2 separate regions of the Ovis aries genome follow, and region 2 is linked to region 1. A link is a contact called in public Hi-C data. All regions are on one chromosome and are shown on one strand. The core of a region is the stretch at or near the end of the contact, and the rest is flanking DNA. Distances in the headings are between cores, read along the strand shown. Region 1 holds the start of LOC105610032 (basic salivary proline-rich protein 1-like). Region 2 overlaps NAV1 (neuron navigator 1).

Region 1 (4,135 bases), core at 584-3,083:
AGCAGCCTCTGCTTGGTGATCTCGTGGAAGGTGACGATGGGGAGGCAGAAGAAGAGGACCAGGAAGTCCCAGAGCGCCAGGCTGGCCAGGATGGAGTTCCAGGCGCTCTTCAGGTAGTAGCTGTGCCACACGACGCACATGACCGCCAGGCTGCCCACGATGCCCACGGCGAACAGCACCAGGGCCACCAGCAGGATGGCGTAGGCCCCGTAGGAGCGCTCAGTCACCGGGTACAGCGGGTTCTGCACCTGCAGGCGCCGGCCGGGCGTCCCTGTCACGTTGCCCCGGGGCTCCTGCCCGCTGCCCCCAGTCTCTCTGGCCCAGTCCGGGGAGGGGCTGGCGGCCACCCGGGGCTGGGTGGGCTGCAGGGCGGCGGGGCGGATGGGCCGGGGGTACTCAGCCCACCCCTCGGGCACGTACTGCTGCAACCTCTTGGCGTCCTCCCACTCAGCTCCTCGCCTGGACCGGTCCGGCTGCTCCTGGGCCGCAGGCTGGTGCCCACCCTGCTGCAGGCGGACGCCCCCAGGGGCCCTTTCGGGCCCGGCTGCCAGCGCCACGGCAAGGGAGACGCCCAGCGGCCACAGCCACCGCATGGCCGGACGAGCGGCACGGCTGCCCGCACACAGAGGCGAGGCCGGGCCGAGTGCGGGCCCAGCTCGATGGGCAGCTGGCTGCTGGGCCCGCCCCCAGCGGGCGTCTGGCATCGCCAGCCGGCTCCAGTGGTCACCCCCCGTCCCTCCGCCCGCGGCAGCCAGGCAGGACAGGGCAGGGCCCTCTGCTGGACACAGGGCGCTCTGTGCCGCCCGCAGAACACGCCTCCCCAGGCCCCACGGGTGGCAGCACTCAGACCTGTGGGGCCCTCGGGGCCGCCCACCCTCAGTCCGGCCGTGCACACGGGGTTGGGGGACAAGGCTCCCGCCCCGCCTCAGGGGACAGGCAGTTGCTGCTGCTGCCTTGGGCTTCATGAGCACTCACTGGGCCAGGCTGCTGGATAGAACCATCATACTCTGTGTTTACGTTGCTACCGCAGCTCAGCAGCAAATAACTTGCCCAAGGACACACAGCCGGGATCCAAATTGCAGGTCTGTCCAACTCCAGAGCTGAAACTCAGCCCCTTGATCACGTAGCAGGAAAGGGATCCTGAAGAGGGTCTACACCCACAGTCTTCTTTCTCAGACGTGGAAACCATGGGAACTGCGGCCAGAGCGGTCAAGTGCCAGGGCCAGGCACACGCAGGACAGGTGGTCGGCGGTGAGGAGATGAGGCGGCAGCCCTCTGCTCCCCCTGCTCTGCGTGTGCGCATCAGCTGCCCCTCGGAGGGGGCGGGCCGCAATCCCCGACCTGGGCAATGCCACTGTGGTGCTGGAGAGGACTCTCGAGAGTCCCCTGGACACAAGGAGCTCCAACCAGGCCACCCTGAAGGAACTCAGTCCTGGGTCTTCACCGGAAGGACTGATAATGAAGCTGAAACTCCAACGCTTTGGCCACCTGATGCAAAGAGCTGACTCATTTGAAAAGACCCTGATGCTGGGAAAGATTGAAGGTGGGAGGAGAAGGGGGCAACAGAGGATGAGATGGCTGGATGGCATCACCGACTCAATGGACGTGAGTTTGAGTGAACTCCGGGAGGGGAGTTGGTGATGGACAGGGAGGCCACGGGGTCACAAAGAGCCGGACGCGACTGAGTGACTGCACTGAAGAGAGGCAGCCCCCTGCCGGCCACAGCCCTGGCTCTCTGGGGCCGTGGGGACATCAGAGGCCACTAGGTGGAACCAGATGCTCAGAGATGGACATTCGCGGCTGCCTGGCCCGTGACCCTGGCCCAGCCCACCTGCCAGGGCCCAGCCCTCAGACCCGAGGCAGCTGCTGGGGGAGGTGGTCTCAGGAGACCGTGTAGATTGCGCTGAGGCCATGCGCCTGCTGTTCCACCCCACCCTCCTGGGCCCCTCGTGGGTCGGCCTCCCCAACAAAGACCCCCTCTCCAGGACCATGTCGGAGCAGCGCCCTCACCAGGGCAGGCCACGTGGAAGGCGACCATTTCCCAGCCACTAGGAATCTCTCTCCTTTGTCCCAGAAATCCTCCGTCCTCGTCCCGGGGAGTTCCCCAGGGCTGGCCGCAGGAACGGTCCTGGGGCGAGTCGGGGTGGAGTGGGGCTGGGCCCTCAGGGCAGCTGTGCAGCCTCCTGAGATGGCTGGAATCTGGCGTCTTCTGGAGCGAGTCCGTGGCTGGCACGGCCCAGTGAATGGAAGCAGACCGCCCGGATCGGCCCCCTCTGCCGCTTACGAGCTGCGTGACGCCGGTCAGCACCGAGACTCTGCTTCATCTGTAGTGAGGAGTTGGTAACAGACCGAGCAGGCTTGTCTGTGTCCATCGCCAGAACGGCGTGCGGCCCCTGAGAAGCGCTAGGTGAAGGTGCACGGTTGCCACGGCGACTCACTTGCGACTTCCCAGGCCTCTGGAGGCAGGCGCTCTCACTGTCTTCACGTCACAGGTTTGGGAACTGAAGGACAGAAACGGGGGAGGCAGGCGGGGGGCAAATTCGAGACAAGCCCTCCCCACTCCCAGCCCCAACAGCTGGCACCGGAGCCGGGCAGTGAGTCTTCTGGACCCCACTCTGCCAGCCCTGCAGGCTCTGGGCTCCTGGACCATGGTGAGGTGCGCTCCCGAAGGTCAGAGGCTCAGGACCCACTCCCGACTCAGAGACAACCCGGCATCACTCACCCTCATGGTCCAAAGGCTGGCGGAGCATCTACCCTGCGCCCGAGGTTGCTACAGGCGCTCCAGAAGCAGTGAACCTCCCAGGTACGAGCTCTGCCCACCGAGATCCATACTCAAGGAAGGAGGCAGCCACTGAAAAATCTGAGCCCCAGAGATCATGAGGATACATCGTGAGGAAGGACATGGGCAAAGCAGAAGGCACCGTGCCATCGAGGAATCTCTGCCCTTTGGTTTGCTCCTGGGGAAAGGTCAGTGGTACCCTGGGGCCTGTGGTCTGCAAGGATGCTGTCACGGTGGGACGTGGGCATTGCCACGGTGAGGCCTCCACGGCGATGTGTGACAGTGCTTCTCAACCTGTGGCCCCTGGACGCCAGCCTGGGGAGCGGGTCGACACACTGGCTTGAGCAGACGTTCGGGAAGGCCCAGCACCACGCTCCAGCAAGTGCACCAGAGGACACCAGCGCGGCGCGAGTGGATGGGCTGCGGGTGGAGTGGGCGCAGGCAGTGCTGGCCCTGAGGAGCTCTCGGGCCTGGGACCTGCCCAGGCCACCTCTGTCTCCTTCCTCTGTGCCTGGCACTGGGAGACGCTGGGACACACAGCCAGCAAAGGCACAGAACCACCCACCTAGGCCTCCCTGCCCTGGGATCCCAAAGCCCCCTCAATGAAGGAGGGGGGAGAGGAAACCCCTCCTCGACAAGGAGGACTCAGATGGCCGGGGGAAGACTTTCCGCCACCTGAAGGTGCTCCTTCCTGGGGACTCACGCTGTTACTGCCCAGCGTGCTGCTCGGCCCCCAGATTCACCAGCTCCCCGCCCCTCCTACAGCCTGGCCAAGGCAGTCTGGGATGGTCCAGCCCAGGGGAGGCTCAGGGACGAGGTGCCAGGGCGGCAGCTGGGCACCAGGAGCCGATCTGGCCTGTGAGACATCACCCTGCCCTCCTGACCCCAGAATGCTCCCTGGAGCTCCGGCCGGCACCCAGCACCCCGAGCTCGTCACAGACACTGCCCTCTCCCCGTGGAGAAGCCAGGTCCTCTTGCCCAAAGACGGCCCTCCATGCCAGGGTCTCCCAGTAAGCACCGTCCAACAGCAGGATGACGCAACCAGCTGGCCCGTCAGAACAAACCCCCACGCTGATGAGACGTGCGCACACTGCAGGAAGGGAGTGACTCTGCTGCTGCTGAGTCACTTCAGTCGTGTCCAACTCTGTGCGACCCCACAGATGGCAGCCCACCAGGCTCCCCCGTCCCTGGTATTCTCCAGGCAAGAACACTGGAGTGGGTTGCCATCTCCTTCTCCAATGCATGAAAGTGAAAAGGGAAAGTGAAGCTGCTCAGTCGTGTCCGACTCTTCGCGACCCCATGGACTGCAGCCCACCAGGCTCCTCCGTCCATGGGATTTTCCAGGCAAGAGCACTG
Region 2 (4,135 bases), core at 1,186-3,685, 260 kb after region 1:
CGAGCGGTTGGACAGGCTGGACACGCTGCGGGGGTTGGCGTCATCACTGTCGTAGCAAGTCATCTCCAGGGAGCTGGGCAGGCAGAAAGGCACTGGTTAGCCTCTGGCCCTGCGAAGAGCCCTGAGCGCCGTCCTCAGGCACCCTGCGGTGCCTCTCTCCACCCTCCTGCCCCAGCTCCCCGGGGCCTCCAGGTGGCCTCTCAGGGTGTAGGCCCTGCTGCACGTCAGCGCAGGTGTCAAAGGAAGAGGCCAGTGGGCAGAAGGGAAGGGATCCCACCCACTGCTGAGGGCACAGATTTTGTCATATGACCCCTGTTTGCCTCCTCTACTTATTAGACAGCGAGTCAGATTCCTCATCAACTTTCCCGAGTCTCCATCTCCTCGTCTGTCAAATGGAGATGAAGCTGTAACAGCTGCGTCATCATATATAGATTCAAAGGACCACATGCAAGTGCCTGGTGTACAGAAGATGCTCAGTAAACCTGGGCGCAGGGTGGGAGGGGCCGCCCGGGAGGAGAAGGCCTCGGTCACCCACTTTGCTCAGAGTGTCCAGCACCTCTTCCCTGTTATGAGCTCAGGGTGAGCCGGGTGGTGGGCCCTGTAGGAGCCCTGTGGGTGCGCAGGGACGGAGACGGCAGGGCGGCCAGTGAGCAGGCTCCCCGGCCTGGCTGCTGACCAGCATCTCCCCCTTGGGCCCTCCTGCCGGCCCTGTCATGCCTCGAGCACTCTCTCTCTCTAGTGACTCGGAGCTTGGGGAGCACGGAAGCGCCCTGAAGGGGGCGCCCATGGTCCTGGGAGGTGGCCGGCCTCACTTCTGCTGCTCGGGAGGATTCTCTGCCCGACACGGGACTGGGCCTCACGCGGTACGGACTCAGTAGAAACAAGCTGCCCTGACGAGGGGAGAGGAGAGAAGGAAGAGGGCGTGGCAGTCCCGGTGGGGACGGCGCTCTAGGGAAGCCTGTTTTCAGGGCAAACTTGGCACCAAGAGCAGCTGTGCCCCCGGTTCTGTTCTCCAGGCAGTGCGGTGAGGGGGCAGCCCTGACCTCACCGCTCATCTTTATCCCAAACACACCTCCAGACACCGCTGAGTCGGTGGCCGAAATTCTAGCTCAAACCTGGGTCCCTGATTTCCAGTCCCAGATCCCACCTTCCAGTCTTGCTCCTCTCTGGGGAGGACGTGTGTGGGGTGGACGGCGTGATGGGCCGGAGCGGGCTGAGGGGAGCAGCCTCACTTCCTCTGCAGCCCCAGCCCCCTGACTCAGACTCGCTCCTTGCGGGGGAATCGAGCTGGAGAACAGGGGAAGTGGCACGGGAGGAAAGGTTTCCAAAAAGGAACTAAGCTGAACTACAGGCAGCCTGTGACCCCAGGGTGGAAAGCGCCTTGCTGGGCGTGCTCACTGGGCCGTGAGCTCCTCCAGGACACAGCCCGTGTCTGTCCTGGGAGCTGCGCCCCTGGCTCGCTGGACGCAGAAGCACCCTGATCAGCCTGGGCAAGCCTGGCACGTGGCCCCTTCTCCCAGCCTCTCGCTGCTCCTCCTCTAACCCGGGCCCTGTGTGCATGTCCTGTCCGCTCCCAGGGCCAAGGGAGGGCTGATAAATGTGAAGCATTTAGTACGAGAGCCATCAAAGCTGAGGGGGTCGTTGTTTTGGCTACTGAAGTGTGCACCAGGAATGATGCAAACCAAAGGCCCAGGGAGGAAGCGGCTCTGGGCCCACAGCAAACAGAAAGGCCGCTCCAGGGCTCCTGGTTCCTCTCCCGTAGAGGGAGACAAGCCAGAGGCCCAGGCGCTGCCCACGAACCGGTCAACTTCACACACGAGGCCTTCCTGTTCCCCTGCAGAAAGCAGCAGGGCCTGCATGGGGTCAAGCTGTCTTCATGTGGGGATCAGAGGTGGGGACAGGAGCCGGGGGCTGCTGCCCTTGCCCTGCGGGTGAGCCACCTGGGGTGTGACCCCACAGGAGCAGAGCACATGGGCCTTCTTTGGCATGGGGCTGGCAGGCAAGGTGGGGCTGAGCTGTTCCAGCAACTTCCCTGGCTGGGGAAGGAGGGCATCCAAGACTTAATCCACTGGGTACTCAAAGCAGTGAGCGGAGTCGAGCCAGACCCCTGTCCCACGTGGGTTCCTGCTTAGGGCTGGGAGGGCTGGAGACGGATGTACAGGGTCCCATAGCCTCCCAGAGACCACATCCACTTTCTCCTCAGCCCTCCTCATCACATCCCTTCAGCAGTTGGAATCCTGCTGGCTCGAGCAGAGGCAGTCACAGAGACAGCAGGCTCTGCTTATCACGGGAAATATTTCAGATGTCTGGGAGCAGGCAGGGGATGAGGGGGGGCTGGGGAGGAGCGTGGGAAGGAGGGACAAGGGGGAAGGAGGGACAAGGGGATCTCAGCAAGGGATCTGGAAGCCGCTGAGGCCAGAGTCAGCTCCGCTTCACAGTCACCACCCCCCTCACGAGGATGGGATGGCTGGGAAGTGATGAGTCCTCTGTCGCTGGAGGCATGTAAGTTTGGTTTGCCTATAACTTGGCCACACACTTGGGTCAGGAGAAGTCCCCCCACTGCCCATTTGCTCCCATTTTCCAATCCCAGGAGGTGGGAAGGAGCCAACTCTTCTCTACCTTCCTGCTCCACACCCCGAGGATTTCTCAATCCTGGCGGCTCGCCCCTTACCCCCAGGGTGTAGCCCAGCCCTCTGTCCCCCTTGGAGCTGACAGTATGAGCTCATCTGGGCAGCCCCAGGAGCCAGTGCAGGAAATTCTGAGTCATGCCGAGCCTGGGGCCAGGACACCAGGGCAGAGAGAGGCGCGGCAGGAGGGGGGCGCCCCGCATGGTGGAGGCTGCAAGGGCTCGTGAGGGGCAGGAGGAGGGTGTTTGCACGGCGCAGAGGCTGGGCCGCTTGCCGGCTGAGGGGGCAAGAAGGCTGCTGCGTGTCAGGAAGGGCACATGGAAGATTCAGAGCAGGGAGAGGAAGGGAGTGAGCAAGCCCTTGAGACACGGGGAGGTGGACACCCAGGAGGGCGTGGAGGGGCAGTCATGGCCTGAGCCGCAGGCTGACTCCTCCTTCCAACCACCCAGCGAGGCTCCAGCCCGATGAGATGGAGTCCAAGTGTCCAGCAGAAGCTGACGCCAGGCATGGGCGCGCTTCCCCCGTGGACTCAGTGCACGCTGCCCCGGCCCAGGTGGGGGCCCGCCCTCCACAGAGGGCAGGAGGGGCAGCAGGCTCTTACCTGTGAGTCACCTGGGACCCTCGCAGGCTGGACATGGTCTCCTCCAGGTTCTGGCGCAGATCCAGGACATTCTGCACGGTCCTCTTTCTCTGGGACTCAGGGTCTGGAGGGAGGAGAGGAGCTGGGTGAGTAGGTCGGAGGTGGCCGGAGGCTGCATCCCTGGACGGGTCCTGGGACATGGCTCTGCCTCTCAGGCCTTCCTAAGGGCCTGGGACACACCCTTGAGCCCCTGAGGTCCCGGCCCTGGAAGGGACAGGGGCACAGGGGCACCAGCCTTCAGTGTCCTCCCAGACACCCACGGGACCACCCTGGCCTGCATCACTTTGGGGAGCCCTGCTTCTCCTAGTAGAGGTTCCAGACCAGGCCCCCGTGGTTGGGGTTAGCCGGAACATCTGCCCGATACCCAGCCTGCCATGGTGCATGGACTGCTGTTTCACCCTGGCTCTCGGAGGCAGGGGTGCCTGGATATGTGGTGTTGGCCAGTCTCCAGGGCAGAAACACTGCAAGGGTGCTGTGATGTCGCTGAGCCCAGAGACAGGGAGTGGTGCTGGGGGTCGGCGCTGGGAGCTGGTGGGAGCCGGCATCAGGCCCTCGCTGGGAGCGCCTGCAGGGTCCGTCGTTGGGCAGGGCAGTTTGTGCAAGGACCCGGAGATGCTGGTGGGGAGGGGCGGTGAGCAGCCGCGGGAAGGCTGGGCATGCAGACCCCAGGCCAGAGGTGCATGTCCGGGCGAGCGTGTGTGGGCGCAGCCCCAGTGCAGACTCCTGAAAGATCAGGGCTGTGGAACCAGCCGTGGTTTGCAGGCAGGACGTCACCGCAGACAGAGAAGAGGAGACCACAGCGAACAGAAACAGAACCCATTGCCTTCCCAGGGGAAAAGCATCCGCAAAACTGAGGGTACCGAGTGTG

The links. Hi-C and Micro-C count contacts between places; a contact is called where the count stands out from the background.
Region 2: a Hi-C map of tail adipose tissue shows a contact between it and region 1, with 4 times the contacts expected there. The contact joins the enhancer-like site here to the promoter of LOC105610032 in region 1. A contact is called at or near these places in 2 of 16 Hi-C or Micro-C datasets (liver and tail adipose tissue).

The regions. Positions count from the first base shown.
Region 1 is chr12:79,833,759-79,837,893 of ARS-UI_Ramb_v3.0, forward strand. It overlaps LOC105610032 (basic salivary proline-rich protein 1-like), which reads left to right and starts at 1,834. Exons shown (of 3, transcript XM_060396809.1): 1 at 1,834-4,135. It overlaps GPR37L1 (G protein-coupled receptor 37 like 1), which reads right to left and starts at 630. Exons shown (of 2, transcript XM_027976133.3): 1 at 1-630. The coding sequence starts at 593.
Region 2 is chr12:80,095,191-80,099,325 of ARS-UI_Ramb_v3.0, forward strand. It overlaps NAV1 (neuron navigator 1), which reads right to left. Exons shown (of 33, transcript XM_042229499.2): 5 at 3,229-3,331; 6 at 1-73. Among named protein-coding and RNA genes, the nearest start is that of IPO9, 82 kb to the left of the region's middle. Within about 2 kb of position 2,436, at least 14 of the 54 cell types and tissues checked have an H3K27ac peak or open chromatin away from gene starts, as enhancers often do. A contact at or near this core is called in tail adipose tissue, where this site is marked.